Linked DNA regions of Mus musculus: regions 1, 2 and 4 are each linked to region 3. The links are chromatin contacts, called in public Hi-C and promoter capture Hi-C maps. All regions are on one chromosome and are shown on one strand. Each heading gives the region's core, a stretch centred on a gene start, on an enhancer-like site or on the middle of the called end of the contact. The rest is flanking DNA. Distances are from core to core; before and after follow the strand shown.

Region 1 (4,169 bases), core at 1,649-4,148, 350 kb after region 3:
ACCATATACTAATATATACTAATTAAATATTATACTTATAGTAATAAGTATAATAATCCTATATTAAAGTGGTTCTCAGGAAAAGGCTTGTAATAAAAATCACCGCCGGGATCTCTGAAGAAGGCAGCACAGTACATCACAGCAGGAGCCCATGACAAGGAAATTCACCCAGGGCTCCCACCATTCCCCCCAAGGGCACACTCACCTTGACTGCCCCCCCTTATTCCCTGCTGGCTATGCCCAATGTTCACCATGCCTGCTCCACTCCTCTGCCCCACCCCTAAGCTTCACCCCTCCAGTCTTCCTGCCTTTGTCTCCTACTAGATGGAAACCTGTGACGTGTTCCCCACTTTTTGTTTTCATTTTTATTTTGTTTTACTTTGTTTTGTTTTGAAATGCCTCCTGAGTGCTGAGATTAGAGATGTACACAACCATGCTTGCAAATTTCTCTTTTTAAAAAACTGTTAACAGGGGAAAAAAAGATTCAGGGATTTATCCTCCTTTTCTTGTGGGTATTATAGACATGGCTCATCAGGCAGCTAATGAGAAGTTTTCTTTGTGGGACTCTTCCAGTTCATGAAGAAAGGATGTAGTTGAAACGATAGCATTGTCTCCTAAAGAACTAGGAATACATTGGATGGAATCACTGACTTTGCCAAAGGAGATACAACCAAGTATTATGCCAGTCTAAAAGAGTCCTTTCTTCAAGCAAGCCCAAAACTAGCTGCATACAAGAGATAGGAATGTACTAACACAAACATGCAGCCAGCCAGGTCCTGGGAGAAGAAACCATCTGTTTGTCCCAGGGTGATTACAGGGAAAAGAAAAGGGAAAGAGGAATTGATTGAAAGAAGCATAACGTACGCGTGCTTCCTGACACTGCAAAGGATCCCAGTTCAGGTCCCAGCACCCACAGGGCAGCTCACAACTGCCAGTAATCCGGGTTCCAGGGGATCTAGTGCCATCTTCTGGCCTCTACTGGTACTGCACATATGCAGACCAGGCCGTCCTCAAACTCACAGAGATCCACCTGCCTCTGTCTCAAGAGTGCTCAGATGAAAGGTGTGCGCTACCACACCTATCCAGAGAGTGGTTTCTTTAGGCTCCTGAAAAAATTGCTGAAGCCAGAGAGTGAAGAAATGCTTTAAAATATGACAAGGGATGATCTCACGACCCAGGAACTAGGCCTTCCCTAGTTAATTAATTAATTAATCTGGGTCATGGGAAACTTAAATATCTAAATTAATTATTGATTACGTTTTAATTAATGACTAAGGAGAATTGTGTAGTCCATTGACTAAACCAAGAATCCAAAGTCCATGATAATAAAGCAAGCAGATAAACAATCAGGTAATTACTGGGTAAATAAATACAGAAGAAATTAATATTTTTTCTTAGGAATGAGTATTTTAAAGCAACTGTTTTTGCAATCATAAAGCCATTCACGTGTTGCTATTAAATTTCCTCCATTTTAATCCCTGCACTTAAGAGGTTGAACCGGGAGGGCCAGGCTATCCCCAGCTATGTAGTAAGTCTGAGGTTAGAGCCTGGGCTACACACACACACACACACACACACACACACACCACACAGAGAGAGAGAGAGAGGGAGAGAGAGAAAGAGAGAGAGAGAGAGAGATTATTATAAAGTGAGAAAGGAAACATATGTCCCCACTTCTTAACGTTGGTGAATTCAGTAGTCTCTATATAATATATACAGTTATATCTGCATACAAAAGAGACCAGAGAGAACGAAACACAACAAAATGTTCAAACTTGATAAATACGCATCACACTTGTGCCGGGGATCTCTCAACTATTTTGCAATTTCTCTGTGAATTTGGAGCTATTTCAAAGTTGTCCAAAACCTTAAAAGGTGGCCACTGAGGCAGCTCAGAGGTCCAAGGCACTTGTCTCCAAGCGTGATGATCCCTGGATGACATGTGGACCCATAGGGTAGGAGAGAGTCAACCTCTGCAATGGGCCCTTTGATCTGTACACACACTTGCTTCTTTAAAAGTAGTGTGAAAAAATACTCAAAAAGTAAAGAATTATAATCAGCCGGGGGCACTGCCAATCAGAGTCAACTGTGAACACAAGCTGCAAGCCAACGGGGAACAGGACTCTTAGTGTGGCCCTACCAGGGGACACATCATGACCTGGATACCTGCCGAGTGCCCAAAGCTGCTGTGTCAGGACAGAGGCTGAGCCCCTGGTCCCCTCAGTCACTCTGCAGAGCCATGTTGGAAAGCATGTGTCTGGGACAGCTGTTGTGTTTTGTGTCTTCTATTGTCGAAGTACACATGGAAGTCTGAACCAACCATCTGTGGATAGAACTGAGGGAACTATAAACCTCAACGTGAGAAAAAAAAAAAAAACCCAAAAGCAAATCCTGATGACTGATGTAAAATCGGCATTATGTTTAATTATGAACTCAGTCAATACACCCTGTAGAATTAGCAGTCCTGAATCTCCCCCTCAAAATCCCAGCGCCCCCCTCTCCGCCCCCACCCCCAGCCCCCTCCGCGCCATATCACGCCACAGTTGCGGCAGTAGATACAGTAACAGGTCTATATTGTTGCCTCTGTGACCTGGGAGTCAAGACAGGCCCTGAGCTGTGAACGCGAACTGCCAGCACAGACTGTGTTCTTGGCGGGTGCTCAGGACTCCCTGCTGGGAGAGATTGGGACTAACTTTGTCCACATTCACTCTCTGGGAACTCAAAGACCCCCAAAGAGATATTTGGGGGAGGTTTGGGCGAGGGGGCGCAAACCTTCTTGGAAATGGGGGGAGCGCCCTGCTCTTCTCTCTTTTCCGCAGCAGCCTCTTGACCTCTCCCATCTGCCACCGTGCTCCCTCGGAGAGCTCACTTCCTCCCTCACAGTGTCAGACGCCAGCCTCCGAAGAACACACTATTCTTTGGTGTGGTTTCAGACATCCTGTTTCTCTGTGACAACTGTCACTAAAGCAGGCAGGGGTCTAGTTTCCCAGCTGGGGCAGCTTATTCCCAAGCTGTGTATGAATTCCCCCGACCAGGGCCAGGGCGGTGGGGGGCAGAGCTGCTACTGAGTGTCAAGATACACAAACTGGGCTTTCTCTTCCCAGGCAGGGTCCGGAAGGCTGGGGGCCAGAAGGTCAGGGGCAGCAAGAGCGGGAAAAATGCCCTCTGGGTGAGTGGAGTCAAAGTCTGTGGTGAGCTGACACATGCTCACAGCTGTTGCTCAGCCGTGTGCCTCCTGCTAGGCCTGCTCGGCCTGGGCCCGTGGCTGGCCGCCTACCCACTGTGTACGGTCAGAATGCCAACTGTCTTCTCTCTAAGGGTCTTGTTTGTTCATTCTACTGCCCGCGGGATACTATGGCGACCTATCCCCAGAATCAGTACTGGCTCTGCTATCAGCAGCCTCCATTCAACAGGGTCTTCAGTCTCTGCTGCAGTTTTGATAGAAAACGGCTGCTATGGCTTCCACACCAGTCAGCAGGCAAGGAGGAGGATCGAGGCCCGATCGCCCACTCCTCTATGAGCAAGAAGCTGGCGTGGGTCACAGAATTTCTTCTTATAATCTTTGGCCAAGATGGAAATGTGTGCGTATCTCTGTGTGTAGAGGCTATGGGGATCTGTAACCCCAGCACTTGGGAAGCAGAAGGGTCATGAGTTCAAAGTCAGCCTAGGGGCTATGTAGTATGTCCCAAAAGTCCAAAGTAGATGACAACATAAACTGAAAGCGTCCTCAAGAACTTAGTCAGCAGACAACCCTTGATGCTGATTGGCTGGGGAAGGAAGGTTACCTGTGACCTCACCCACAGCTATATGCTGTACTTCGGGAGGATGGGAAGTCGGGAGTAAACACTCAAAAAGCCTGCCAGAGCCGGGAGGTGACTCAGTAAGGGGCTTGCCACACAAGCATGAGTGATAGCTCCAACCCCCACAGACATGCTGGTTATGGTCGCCACCCGTAGTGAGTTGAATGAGAATGGCCCCATAGACTGATATACTTGAACGCTTAAGTCATCTGTTGGTAAACTGGGAAAGATTAGAGATGTGGCCTTGTTGGAGTAGGTATGACACTGGGAGTGGATTTGGAGATTTCATGAGAACACATCAGGTCCAGCCTCTGTCTGTGTTTCTGTCTCTCTGTCTATGTCTCTATGTTTGTGTCTGTCTGTCTCTCT
Region 2 (4,636 bases), core at 884-3,383, 480 kb after region 3:
AGGAGGGGCAGGGGGAGGGGGAGGAGGGAGCCAAGAATATAATTCAGTCAGTACAGTGCTTGCTTTAGCATGCACAAGGTCCTGGGTTCAACCTATAGCATGGCATTAACCGAGCATGATGCCACATGTGTGTAATGCCAGGGTACCGGAGGTGGACACAGAAGGATCAGACACTCAGGGCGGGTTTGAAACCAGGGGCAGGAGAGAGGCCAAGGCCTGAAGGAGAGATGACTCGACACTTATGAGCACTGGCTGCTCTTTCCGAGGACCTAGGCTACATTCCCAGCAGCCACCTGGCTGGTCACAACTCCTACTCTAGGGGATCCAACACCTTCTTTTGGCCTCCACAGAAATGACACATAGCATAATGCATATATAACGTGATGCACAGACATACATGCAAGCAGAAACATCACAAAGTATTTTTATTTGAAACTCAAAAAAAAAAAAAAAAAAAAAAAAGGAAAAATAAAGAGTTGGAGGCTGTCCTGGCTGAGAGACTCTGAAGAGAAAGTAGGGAGAGCTCTGGAGCTAGGGCAATGTCCTGTGGCAGAGCACTCAACCTGGCATGCCCGAGGCTCTGAACTCTGGCTCCAGCACCATCAGACAGTAAAGAGACAGAGGAACCTGCAGGCACGGTGGTGGTGGTGTTTAGTTGCTTGGTTGGTTTGGTTTTGGTGTTTTTCAAGGCAGGGTTTCTCTGTGTAGCCCTGGCTGTCCTGGAACTCACTCGTAGACCAGACTGGCCCCAAATTCAGAGATCCACCTGCCTCTGCCTCCCAGGCCAGAAAACTGCAGTTTAAGGTTGCTTCCATATCTAGAACATTCTGGGAGACAATATGGAGAAGAGTCTGGAAGAGCAGTTGACTGTTATAACTAAGGCGACCATAGGAACAGGTTAAAAACTAATCCGGTAGGGAAGGGGCAGGGAGAACTCAGCTTGGCTCAGGGTGGAGTGGATAACGGGTGCTGGTGCTGAGGTCATGTGGGGATATGGGGTAGGGCATGGACTGAGGTGCAGAGTTTTGTTCAGGTTTGAGGTAAGTTAGCTTTCTGTCAGACATCCAAGTGAAGACTGCGAAGTTAGGAGGGAAGTCCTGGGTGCACAGTATGAGCCATGGGCTGTGTAGTGTGAGCTGTGGGCTGCACAGTGTGAGCCATGGGCTGTGCATGTGAGCCATGGGCTGTGCAGTGTGAGCCATGGGCTGCGCAGTGTGAGCTGTGGGCTGCACAGTGTGAACCATGGGCTGTGAATGTGAGCCATGGGCTGTGCAGTGTGAACCATGGGCTGTGCAGTGTGAGCCATGGGCTGTACAGTGTGAGCCATGGGCTGTGCAGTGTGAGCCATGGGCTGCAAAGTGTGAGCTATGGGCTGTGTAGTGTGAGCCATGGGCTGTGCAGTGTGAGCCATGGGCTGTGGAGTGTGAGCCATGGGCTGTGCAGTGTGAGCCATGGGCTGTGCATGTGAGCCATGGGCTGTGAATGTGAGCCATGGGCTGTGCAGTGTGAGCCATGGGCTGTGCAGTGTGAGCCATGGGCTGTGCATGTGAGCCATGGGCTGTGCAGTGTGAGCCATGGGCTGTGCAGTGTGAACCATGGGCTGCAAAGTGTGAGCTATGGGCTGTGTAGTGTGAGCCATGGGCTGTGCAGTGTGAGCCATGGGCTGTGGAGTGTGAGCTATGGGCTGTGGAGTGTGAGCCATGGGCTGTGTAGTATGAGCCATGGGGCTGTGCCATGTGAGCCGTGAGCTGCATGGGGTAGAAGAAAGGGGCATTTACCTCTTGACCTGAGGAGTAAGGTTGGGTGGTAGTGGCAGACCATGGCAACTAAGCCTGAGGGACCATATGCTGGCCCTCCTGTCTCTTACTCAGCTGTGCTATATTCTTTCCTGGGTCTTTTTTTTCCAGTAACTCCAGAGGTGGGACAAACAGCAGGTAGGATAGACAGACAGAGGACTGTTGCAGAGAGTTGTCTGACTGTCCTTCAAGGGCCTGAGGACCAGAACCTGCAGCCTCTAGCCCAGCCTCCTGAGACTAGAAGGAAGGCGTGGGAGAGCTGTATAGCACAGGGCCCTTGAAGTCACAGCTCAGTGCTTCTCACTGTCTAACCACACAGCCCGCTTCCTGTGATGCTTGCCCGTGAGTTATCTCCACCAAGGCTTCCTCTGGGGAACTAAGTGGGGTCTCAGGGAGGCTTCCGCTGAGCTGCTGAGAGGATGAAGGCCCAGCTGGGTTCCTCCCTTCCTGTCAGCAACACCAGGTTGTGGCCGGGTTGTGGCTCACATGTCCCATGACGGCAGGCCTTCCCTACGAAGGCCAGGGTCCAGCATCGCACAGTGCATTGCAGACACTTGCTAAGTCATTGCAGTGTTGAAGCCACCATAGAAGGCTAAATTGGAGCAGCCAGATTCTGGCACCAGAGACAAGTGGCTCCGTTTCTGGAGTAAGACAAGTCCCCCTCTCGGGTGACTGCCTGAAGTGTTTCATTTGCAAGGCTAGTGGGTCAGGGACACTTGCCTACCAGGAGGACTGGAGAAGACAAAGCAGAAGAGCTCAAGTTTCAAATTGTAGTTTCTTTCCCTGGGGCTCTGCTCTCCCAGGCAGTAACCAAAGGGGAGCTTGGCGGAATAAATCCCTTTCACACTCTTCTCCTTGGGGTCTGGCACAGGGAGAAGCATAAAGACTGGAGATAACTTAGGAGGGGTTGGGTGGGGGCAAGAGATCCCCTCAACCCAAGCTGCTCATGCTTGTTAAGTCCCTGTGGGTGCCCTCTTGGCTCCTGGAGGAGGTATATCTTCTCACAAAGGCTGGTTAGGATCCTGTTGTCATCATGGTAACTAGGATAACCTGAGCTCCAAGTCTTGACTTTGTCTGTTAACCCTAGGGTAGGTAGGTATGCCCTGTTCCACAGTGTAAGCTTCATAGAGAGATGGAGAAATGAAGTCAGTGTGAAAGCACCAGCTTTAGTGACTGGCACATAGTAGGTGCTCAGGTATTTGGGTGTATGTGTGTGTGTCTTTGATATTAGTGACAACAATAGAGAGATGGGGAAATGAAGCCAGCATGAAAACACCTGCATTAGTGACTGGCACATAGTAGGTGTTCAAGTGTGTGTGTGTGTGTTTGATATTGTGACTTACAAAGCATTGTGTACAGAGGAAGGCCCAATTGTGAACCCACAATCGGAAGGGAAGGACACAATTGTCAGAGACATCCTCCACTGCCAAAACAGCATGCGCCTCCATTCTACAGTTAAGAACTAGGGGAGGGCTGGAGGGACTGTTCAGGAATTAAAAGCATACACTGGGTTTCTGGAGGACCCAAGATTGGCACACTGGGCGCCTCAAACCTGCCTCTTAACTCCAGCTCCAAGGGATCCGACATCCTCTGCATCATTGTACTTGCGGGCACAGACACACACACACACACACACACACACACACACACACACACACACACACATACACACACACGTGCATTTTTTTTTTTTCGAGACAGGGTTTCTCTGTGTAGCCCTGGCTGTCCTGGAACTCACTCTGTAGACCAGGCTGGCCTCGAACTCAGAAATCCGCCTGCCTCTGCCTCTGGAGTGCTGGAATTAAAGGTGTGTGCCACCATACCCGGCTACGTGTGTAATTTTAACACAGACATACACACATGTGCATAATTTTGACAATCTTTTTTCAAAAAACAGAAGCTGGATGAAGTGATACAATGTCTTTTTAATTGCAGCACGGGGGAGGCAGAGGCAGGGGGAATCTGAGGCCAGTCTGGTCTACAGAGCAGGTTCCAGGACCGTCAAACTTAACAGTTAAGACATAAGATGGAGGATGCTCCAAATGGAGTCCTTTGAAGTAAAACTATGTTCTGTGTCCTGAGGATTTCAGATGGAGTCCCAGGGTCCTTAGGAATGTATCTCTATCCACTGTGGCCAAAAGAAGCCCCCACACTAGGCAGGCGCCTACCGCTGAACATTACCCACAGTCTCTTTTAGTATTTTAAATCTGCTTGGCTTGTTTTACTCTCCCTGAAGAGTCCCATACACAGGGCATAAAGTCAAAGATTAGGCCTGTGCGGGGCAGTGTAGCTTAGTGGTGGAGCACTTGGCCCTGGCTTAAATTCCCAACACCTCAAGGAGTGGGGGATGGGGGAAGATGGCCACAGACGTTGGTGCTGGCAAGCCTGTTCTCAAGGGGGCCTGGCCACAGACAGGGTTTCCCACCTGCCTGTCTTTCCATCTCTGCCCTCACCTTCTGTGGGCAGTTTTTGGGGAGTACTTGGGGGTAATACCCACAAGGGATTAGTGAGGTGCTGGTCACAGTGGCCGTGTCCCTTCCAGAGCACCTGAAGGAGAGGCTGGAGCAGTACGTTCAGCAGCTGCAGATCGTGCGCGTGGTTCGGCAGCGGGAGCGGAAGGGGCTCATCACAGCCAGGCTGCTGGGGGCCAGCGTGGCGCAGGCAGAGGTGCTCACGTTCCTGGACGCCCACTGTGAGTAGGACACGCCCACCCGGTGCCAGGAGGGGCTGGGGCCATCCTGTCCTTGTGTTTTAGTAGGGGCTTGGTACTCAGATTAGCTGGCCCTGCACAGTGATCACAGTTTCCCTGAGCGCCCTGAGGAGAAGCCCCTGCCCCACTG
Region 3 (4,413 bases), core at 825-3,324:
AAGCTGCAATCCTTTATTTATCTGACTAACAAGAATAGCGCAGACAGTTGGTGCTCCTCTACTGTCTCCCCCAAGCCTAACCTAGCCCTGACCTCCCGGGATGGGCAGGAATGTAGCTCTGGCTACAATACTGAAGCTGGCACTGAAGCTGAGTGCTGAATGAAGTGCTTGCTCGCCCACCAGGAGACAGAGGGAAAGGGGCAAGGCCTCCATGGCACACCCGCCGTGGGAAGACCTGCACACTAAGCCGCTAAAACAGAAAGGCTTGGGCCCAATCCAAACAGAAGCCCAGGCTAGAAAAGCCTATCCTCATCTCTTCTTCTACTCTGGAAGTCATCGCTCACTCTGCATACCCCAGACAACCCAAGCTACCTCAGAGTGTCTATCAATGAGGCAACCCCTCTGCTGTTCCCACTCAAGGACACAGGGACACAAGGACACAGGGTATGAGGCAGCACTGTGAGGCAGGCAGGTAGACGGAAGCTTTTCCATACAGGCAGGGCCTGCTGTATTCTTTACAGTGTGTGAGGAGATCTCTATCTTCTTGAGATGAATTCCCAAGCACACAGCTGCCCGGGAGCAGCTTGGGCTGTACCATCTCTCACAGACAGAGAGTGTGAAGTAGGGACTGCGAGCAGATCGGTCATGAAAGCAATTTCCACAGGAAGCTCCCCTGGAACTCACTCTACTCTTCTAGCTCCACGACTAAAAAAGCCTCAGATCTTCCTCCCAAACTTGTGGGTGAAATTTCTCGCTCGGTCTGTTTTTGTTTGTTTTCCTATTGGTTACTGTATTTGAGACAGTTTTCACTAAGTAACCAGCTGGCCTTGAACTCTCCACCCCCTAGCCTCCACAGTGCTGGGATCACAGGCCTGGGCTACTAAGCCAGGCTCTGTCTTACTCCTCTTAAGAACTTAAAATTTATTCAAGCCTCAGAAAACTTGGCAAGACCCCCTTTTCTTCCTTTGGAGTCCTGCTAATCCAAGAAGGCGCCTTTGACAAGTCCCTTTGTGTCCCTTAGGGGTTCCCCACAGGGAGCACCTCTCAGCACCGTGTTGTGACGTCCAGCAAAGACAACAGCATTGGGTCTATTTTGGGAAGCAAGAAAGGGAAAATTAACAACTTCAAGAGATGACTATTCTGAGCCGAGTGAGACACACGGCCTTTTCAAAAGCAGTCACCTCAGAGTCCATCAATTAGTGGGGCAGAGGAGACGGGAGTCTCTGGTTCCCGATAGCTGTTCCCCCTTCGGTGATGCTGGCCTCGCTCACAGTGATTCATTCTGGAGAATGACCACGCCCACACATGGCTCATTATTTTTGGGAAGTACTTAAGCAGGCCTGGTGTAAGGCAGGAAAGAACAGAAGTGGTGAAATCTATGCTGAAGGGCCCAGGATCAGCTGGGAAGTGGGCCATGTGGGCCTGCAATAAGGAGCGGGCCAAGCAGGCAGGCAAGTCCCTGAGCCTATCTAGGTCTCCACTATCCAACCAGCAAACACCGTTTATCTTACAGAGACAAGAGGGAAGTTAGCCAAGCGCCTGCCAAGTGCTGTGGCTACCCTGAGCAAGGCTCACCCCACTCTCACTGTGTTCACCTTTGCTTTTTACAGATGAGCGGCAAGCCCAAGCAGACACACTGTGAAGATAACCATCGCCATACCCGCACCCTGGAAGGATCTGAATCTACCATAGCAGGAGGGACAGTGGGCATCACAGAGCAACAGGTCACAGAGACCTGAACCTCAAGTGCTAGTTCCAATACTAGCCACATGACCTGGAGCACACAGTTACCCTAACTGTGACAGTCTCTTTTGGGCTGAAGCTGTGAAGGACTGTTAATAAGGCTCACACAACATATAAACATTATATATAGTAATATACTTTACATATGAACCTCCCTTTTAATGTAAAAATTGAAAGAAAACAACCCCAACAAGGAAAATATTTCTTAACAATGACTAGGAAGAGGTGAGCCACAGTCTCAGAGGAAATTGCTAGCTCGCTGCATGGTTGTGGGACTGTGTGGCTTCAGGAAGTCATTGACTATCTCTGCACTTCATTTTCCTCCTGATCAACCGGAAAAAGGAAGTGAAGAAGATGACATCACGTTCTCGCTAGCTACAAGCTCTCTTCCCTCTGGTCTAGGTCCAGAGCACTTGTCTCAGTCAGTCTGCTGTGTCCTTTAAAGACACGTGCACTCACCACTCATCTGCTAATACTCTTCACTGAAACAGAAGAAGCAATAATAAAATTATAAGCATATGCTGAACTTACTATAAATTCATATCCTAAATTTAATTCTTTCTGAAAAGCTAAATCCGGGCTAATGACAACAGCCTCTTGTCATGTTTCATCATGACTCATCAGGTCAAAAGTCTGCACACATGTGCACAGCCACAGGGCCACCTCACACACGTGTACTGCCACTGGGTCACCTGCACACATGTGTACTGCCACAGGGCCACCTCACACACGTGTACTGCCACTGGGTCACCTGCACACATGTGTACTGCCACAGGGTCACCTGCACACATGTGTACTGCCACAGGGTCACCTGCACGTGTGTACAACAACACAGTCACCTAAAACACTCCCTACTCTATCAGCAAGCACGAGCAGTGACTACCACAGAGGCACCAACTCACTGTGTGAACAAGTCAGCAGATGAGAGGCCTGTCTCACACATGCAAGGCCCTGGGCTCGGTCCCCGGCATTTTGAAATATATAAAAATAAATCAAATGGCCAATCAAATGGGGGGGGGTGTCAGAACACGAGCCCTCTCTCCACAGCACAGACTCTGTTATTGATGAGTCTAATTAGTCAGAACTGAACTTGAGACAAAACCACCTCGACAGGACTACAGCATGGGTCAAAGTCTGTCTGACTAGAAGGTGGTTTGTGGTAGGATGTGAATGCAAATCTGATTCAGAAAAAGGTTGTTTTGAGAAAAGCCAAGTCCCAGGATGAGCTGACTCTGGCTTCTGTGTGCTGTACACACAGTCTCCTGTGTCAGGAGGACACAGAGGCTCAGGCTGCGCTCAGCTGGGAAGTCTCAGGAACCACTACAGAGCCTTAGACTCACAGTGCCACAAGATATCGCAGGGGATACCCAAAACCTCAGAAAGTTAGGAGCACGCTACACAGCAGCCTGTTCTGTCCAAGAATTGGTTATGAACACAACCAGTTCTCTAGCTCTGAAAGCTAGAGCGACCATGGTCCTTAGTTTATTCATTACTCCTTAGGGACACTGGACAGTCTATCAGGACAGTGCATGCGGGGGTTTGTGCAGCCCCCACGCTGCAGTTTCTAACCCCACTATACACCGTGTGAGCAACAGCAGCCTACAGCATCAGGGCCCACCACTTCTTCCCTGGCCCTCGCCCAACCTCCCTACAGCTTTTTGGTGTTTGTTACGGGCACCTCTCAGGGTTGTATCTGATGGGTGTGCTTTTCTGACAGGCTGATATTTTCAGAATCCAGGGCCTCAGGCGAGCTAGGTAAGAGTTTCACTACTAAGCCATTTAAGTAAGTTCACTAGGGATAACACAAAGACATGAAGCTGGCTTTCTCAGATGCTGTGATGCTCAACTGATAACATTAGCAAGAGTCCACTCTTCTGTGATCTGCATTCTCTGTTATGTGGTCTCCACACAGCTCAGAGCTGAGGCAGACATAGTGGAACAAGGCCTTAGAGAAGGTATGGGGCTCACAAACGGTAAGCAACCTTACAAACCCAGTTGTCCTAGAGAACCCATAGTGTTCTGCAGTGTCCCTGTGACACTGCCCAGGACTCCTAACTGTCAGAACCACTGGAGACACCTTCCCAGTTAAACCCCCATAATTCTACCTCCAGCAGGTCATATCCATTCTTAATGCTCTCACCAAAAGACCTCACTGAGTATTCCTGCAGCTTCCTCTAGTCTAATCCTTCTGCCTTCTGAGCAGACAGCTGTGCCATGCACACCAATGTAGCTCCCCATCCTATTTTTAAGAGGCAGGTCTGCATATACAGCGAAAGTTCCCTCTTGTTGTTGTAAGACAGAACTTACAAGTTCGCCTGGAACCTGGATCTTCCCTCTTCAGCCTCTAAAGTCAGGTTTCCAGACAGCTACCAGTGCAGACGTTGGTCTTTGACAGTTCGTGTTCTGTCTCCTAGTGCCCTTTATTCAGACATTCTTACCTTCTTAGAAACCACCAAACCATTAGGTTGCCGAGGCTTACAGAAACCCCCCAGTCACCTCTCCTTGGTGGCTTAGCCTTCACTGTGGCTCCCAGTGCTACAGTCAGATCTCTGGCATCTCTTCACAAACAGAGGGACTGGGTCACTATCAGTGTTCTGGCTTAAGTACTATTTAAAAACAAACAAACAACCCAAAGCCAGACAGTGCTTCATTCACCTGTGTCTCCAGAAC
Region 4 (4,649 bases), core at 1,850-4,349, 460 kb after region 3:
CAGCTGGCTGAGTTATCTCACATAACTGTGACCAGTGCCAAGATGGGTGGATCTTATGGACAAGGGAAGCGCCAGCTCTGTAGCTCAGCAGGGCACAGGCCTGCCTGCTCTCCGTGCTCCACCTCCCTCCTCACCCTGTGGGCTTTGCCTTCAGGGAGTGTCTGAGAGGCTTCCCTTTCACCTCTATGATGCGGGGGGGGGGCATTGGACCAGGGCCTCCCATATAGTAGCCTGGCAGATGCTCTGCCCCCGAGCTACGTCCCCACCGTGCCTTACTGTGTCTGTTCTTTCGATGAAGTGAAAGCTTTTCCAGGGACCCAAAGGAAATCTCTAAGGCCCATCATGCCAAAGACAGTGGGATCACCAGATTAACCGTAGTGACTAATCACCAAAGGACCAGCAGATGCCAAGGAGACACCTGCTGTGGTCTGTTATCTTCTAATTCAGCACCCATAAGTTTATTATAGTAAGGACAGGCCAGGTCAAAGCAGGACAGACAGAATATTCATATGGCCTCACCAAAAGAAGGATTTCTGCAAATCTTTGGTTTTAAACAAGTCTCTCTCTCTCTCTCTCTCTCTTTTTTTTTTTTTTTTTTTTTTTTTTTTTTTTTTTTTTTTTTTTTTTTGGTTTTTCGAGACAGGGTTTCTCTGTATAGCCCTGGCTGTCCTGGAACTCACTTTGTAGACCAGGCTGGCCTCGAACTCAGAAATCCACCTGCCTCTGCCTCCCGAGTGCTGGGATTAAAGGCCTGCACCACGCCCGGCTTAAACAAGTCTCTCTTACATAGCTCTCTGCCCAGGTTCATTCTGGAGAAAGGCAAGGTTATTCCAGTGTGGGGCTCTGTTCCTCCACCAAATTGTTGTTGTTGGGTTTTTGTTCTGTTTTGTTTATTTTCTTTTTCTTTTTTTAAAATATATTTTGTTCTTTTTTAAAATATTTATTTATTATATGTAAGTACACTGTAGCTGTCTTCAGATACTCCAGAAGAGGGAGTCAGATCTCGTTACGGATGGTTGTGAGCCACCATGTGGTTGCTGGGATTTGAACTCCGGACCTTCGGAAGAGCAGTGAGATGCTCTTACCCACTGAGCCATCTCACCAGCCCTGTTTTGTTTATTTTCAACACAGAGTTTCTCTGTGTAACAGCCCTGGCTGTCTGGAACTCCTCAAACTCAGAGATCTCAGAGATCTGCCTGCCTCTGCATCTCACGTGCTGGGGTTAAGTGTGTACACTATCACTGCCAGCTCATATTTTTAACATGTTGAGTTAAAACATCATTTCTCGGCAGGGCATGGTAGTGTGTGCCTGCAATCTTATCACCTGGAAGCAAAAGGCAGGAGAATCACAAGTTCAACAACATCTTTGTCTAAATAATGAATTCCAGGCCAACCTGAACTGCACAAAACCTTGTCTCTCACATATATAAATACACATTTCTCTTGATTATTGGGTACTTTGCCCCCTAAATTTTCCACATAAGACAAATATCTCATTTGCTATACTCTAGTACTGACCTCTACCCAGGCTTAAATCCTCTTATAACCGTCAGGCTCCCCAGTCTGACCACTGGGATCTAGAAAAGAGCGAAGGCTTGCCTGTCTTTGTATCTCCGTGTACCTGTGCTCACACAGAGGCCAGCACAGCAGACTTCAACAGTATTTAGAGGCCAGATACGGTGGTACCCCACTGTTTGAGGCAGGAGGATGTAACCCTGTGACAGGGCCACAGATCTTAGCACAGTTGACCCCGTGATGGAAGCACCATCCAGAGTGTGAAACTCAGCCCGTAGACAGCACCACCTGCAACTAAAACAGACCTAATCCACCTAAGTCCACGGCTCTGGGAAAGTCTCAGAGCGTACTAACCTTGCTTTGGCTTCTGTAGTTCTGCTTCTAGCTAACTGTTCTTGCTAACTGAAATGTGTCAACAGAATGTGGTTTTTATCCTTAAAGAGAAAAGACTTGGCTACACAGGGATCTCGTTATAACACCCAGTGTCCTGCTGGCCGGGGCCGGCTAATAGACTTCGTATCGGTTTAAACTGTGTGTGCGCAGTCATCTCTGGTGGACACCACAGAGCAGCTCTAGGCCAGCTTGAGTTGTATATAAATAAAAACCCTATTTCAAAGCACCAACAACCATAACAAAACAATCTTTAAAGGAAGGAAGGAAGGAAGAGGAAGGAAGGAAGGAAGGAAGGAAGGAAGGAAGGAAGGAAGGAAGGAGAAAGCCACCAACAACACTGTAGGATTAGAAGGTAGTGTTGTTTATTATTTACCAGAGACTAAAAGCATTAAAAAAATAAACAAACCGCACTTTGTTTTGGGTTTTGGCTGTTGTTTTAGAGTTGGGTTCTGGTTTGGTTTGGAGATAGGGTCTCATGTTCCTGAGTCTGGCCTGGATGTAGCCAAGGACTCCGGATCTCTCTTGCTTCCAACTCCCAGACACTGGGATTACAGTATACGCCACTGGCTTCAGATTTTTGGTTTTGTTAGGCTGGCCTCAAACTTACTTTGCAGTCAAGACGACCTTTAACCTCCTGACTTTTTTAAAAGTTTATTTACCCTTTATTTTATGTGCACTGGCATTCTGCCTGCATGTACATCTATGTGGGCACGTCAGATCTTGGAGTTACAGACAGTTGTAAGCTGCCATGTGGGTGCTGGGATTTGAACTCCGTTCCTCTGGAAGAACAGTCAGTGCCCTTAACCCAGTCCGCACTTCTAACCTACATCATCACACTTCTGTGATTTCTGGCCTATGCTGGTGTGGTATCTGGGGATCAAACTCAGCTCATTGGGATTGTACTTTTCCCCACAGAGGCACCTCGCCTGGCCCCCACAAGTGTTTCTGGATAAGAGGCTAGCCCTCTCTGTGAAGGGCAAGACTCCCCTCCCCTGAGTCTGCCACACTCAGAAGCCGCTGTCTCTCTCCAGGGCCTGAGAGTGGGAGGAAGGGAGCCATAAGGGGCAGAACTGACGTCACCAGCTCACAAAGCTGCCTTGTCTCTCTGCTTCAGCAGATCTGCTCCTCACTGAACTTCCTGCGCTATGGTGGGGAAGCCCCTTGAAAAAAAGAAAAAAGGAGACGGAAGTGCAGAGCACTCCAAACCAGAACCTAAATGGTAGAGCAACAAACAGCAGCCTGTGCGGGAAGATAATGAAATTTACAAAGCTTCTAGGAAGGCCCATCTCAAGTCCTTGCAGCTGAGAGAATCTGAGCCTGCCACCTCAGAAGTGCCTAAGGATGGTTGTGAGCATGTGTGGATGACTTCTTCAGGAGCCGGACAGCAGGTTGGGAGGCATCTTGTCCTGGTGCCCGATTTTCCCTTTATTTAGTACACATATAAACTTGTCATTTAACAGAAATCATGTTCTTTTCTTTTCTTTATTAGTACCGTGGGTGTGAGTGAGTGTGGGTGCTTGTGTGGAGAACAAGGACAACTTTTGGGAATCGATTCTCTTACCATGTAAGTTCTGGGGACTAAACTCAGGGATCAGAGGTTGCACAAGTGCTTTCACCTGCTGAGACACATCGATGCCCCTCCCCCCTTTTTGAGTTAGGGTCTCATGCAGCCCACAATGGTCTCAAACTTATTTAGCCAACAGTGACCTTGAACCCTGATCCTCCTGTCTCCCTCTCTCAGCTGCTTGGATTGGAGGTGTGTGTCACCGTGTTCAATTAATGAAAGCCAAATTTTAAGTGGGCTGCCACCAGCGGAGGTCAGGGTGTCCCCTTCTGCCCTGTGGTGCATCAGAACCTTCCCATGCAGTGGGGAAGGGAGCCCTCCCCAACCCCTGCTAGGAGAGAACGCAGTGTTTTAGGGATAAGTCTACAGCAGGCACCTCCAAATTAGACAGCTAGTCATTATGAAGACTTAAGTCACCTTTAAAATCATAGTCAGGCATGGTGGTTCATTTGTCTAATCCCAGCACTTGAGAGGCTGACTCACGAGGATTGAGACCAGCTTGGCTAGCTACAGGAGGCCTTTTCTTGAAATGCAAAAATGAAAGGGGGGGTGGCTCACACCTTTAATCCCCACACTAGAGAGGTAGAGGCAGGTGGATCTCTGAGTTTGAAGCCAGCCTGATTTACATAATGAATTCTCAGACAGCTAGGGTTACTTAGAGAGATTCTGAATCAGATAGATAGATAGATAGATAGATAGATAGATAGATAGATAGATAGATAGATGACCTCTGACCTGCATGTACAACACACACACACAAATCACTAAAAGAAACAGATTGAAAATGATCAAAGTGCATTATATATACATCTACGAAGTGTCATAATGAAACCTTTGTTTCCCATAACTAATGAACGCTAATCAACTTCTTATTCCCAAAGTGAACTCATTAATAACAGCTTCAGAATTTGAGGTACACACATCGGCTGGCACTCCTCGAAAAGCCAAACAGTCTCTTTCACGCTCCAAGGCAGAGTAAGAGGTCATGAGCCTACCCTGGAGCAGTCTGAGGTCCCTCAGGTCAAGTTGGGACCTGACTAAGATCACACAGTGCTGAAGGTCGAAGAGCTAAGTGAAAGGGAGGTGGGAGCAAAGGCCAAACCACCGAGTCTCACACCCAAGGGACGAGAAGCAAAGACAGCGGCGGCCCATTATCTGCAGCAGGAAATGTTGGTGA

The links. Promoter capture Hi-C pulls out the DNA fragments that hold promoters and counts their contacts. A called contact is a pair of places that touch in the nucleus more often than the background predicts.
Region 1: a Hi-C map of Th1 cells shows a contact between it and region 3, with 5 times the contacts expected there. The contact joins two enhancer-like sites. A contact is called at or near these places in 1 of 39 promoter capture datasets (the 3T3-L1 cell line), 6 of 484 Hi-C or Micro-C datasets (Th1 cells, embryonic stem cells and palatal mesenchyme), 1 of 115 datasets of contacts at active chromatin or transcription factors (T-cell acute lymphoblastic leukemia) and 1 of 9 other capture datasets (embryonic stem cells).
Region 2: a contact with region 3 is called in a promoter capture Hi-C map of hippocampal neurons, with 2.2 times the contacts expected there. The contact joins two enhancer-like sites. A contact is called at or near these places in 2 of 39 promoter capture datasets (the HPC-7 cell line and hippocampal neurons), 1 of 484 Hi-C or Micro-C datasets (CD4 T cells) and 2 of 115 datasets of contacts at active chromatin or transcription factors (T-cell acute lymphoblastic leukemia and microglia).
Region 4: a contact with region 3 is called in a Hi-C map of B cells, with 7 read pairs. The contact joins the promoter of I730030J21Rik here to the enhancer-like site in region 3. A contact is called at or near these places in 2 of 39 promoter capture datasets (the C10 cell line and hippocampal neurons), 1 of 484 Hi-C or Micro-C datasets (B cells) and 3 of 115 datasets of contacts at active chromatin or transcription factors (T-cell acute lymphoblastic leukemia, bone marrow-derived macrophages and pancreatic cancer cells).

The regions. Positions count from the first base shown.
Region 1 is chr15:100,844,185-100,848,353 of GRCm38.p6, reverse strand. No RefSeq gene overlaps it. Among named protein-coding and RNA genes, the nearest start is that of Gm35569, 12 kb to the right of the region's middle. Within about 2 kb of position 2,898, at least 79 of the 459 cell types and tissues checked have an H3K27ac peak or open chromatin away from gene starts, as enhancers often do. A contact at or near this core is called in Th1 cells, where this site is marked.
Region 2 is chr15:100,703,963-100,708,598 of GRCm38.p6, reverse strand. It overlaps Galnt6 (polypeptide N-acetylgalactosaminyltransferase 6), which reads left to right. Exons shown (of 12, transcript NM_001161767.1): 5 at 4,339-4,488. Among named protein-coding and RNA genes, the nearest start is that of Galnt6os, 11 kb to the right of the region's middle. Within about 2 kb of position 2,133, at least 112 of the 459 cell types and tissues checked have an H3K27ac peak or open chromatin away from gene starts, as enhancers often do. A contact at or near this core is called in the HPC-7 cell line, where this site is marked.
Region 3 is chr15:101,188,637-101,193,049 of GRCm38.p6, reverse strand. The region is part of intron 1 of Acvr1b (activin A receptor, type 1B); the gene reads right to left. Among named protein-coding and RNA genes, the nearest start is that of Mir6962, 3.0 kb to the left of the region's middle. Within about 2 kb of position 2,074, at least 80 of the 459 cell types and tissues checked have an H3K27ac peak or open chromatin away from gene starts, as enhancers often do. A contact at or near this core is called in B cells, the HPC-7 cell line, Th1 cells and 2 more, where this site is marked.
Region 4 is chr15:100,731,187-100,735,835 of GRCm38.p6, reverse strand. I730030J21Rik (RIKEN cDNA I730030J21 gene) reads left to right here and starts at 3,099. Exons shown (of 3, transcript NR_045782.1): 1 at 3,099-3,296; 2 at 3,398-3,472.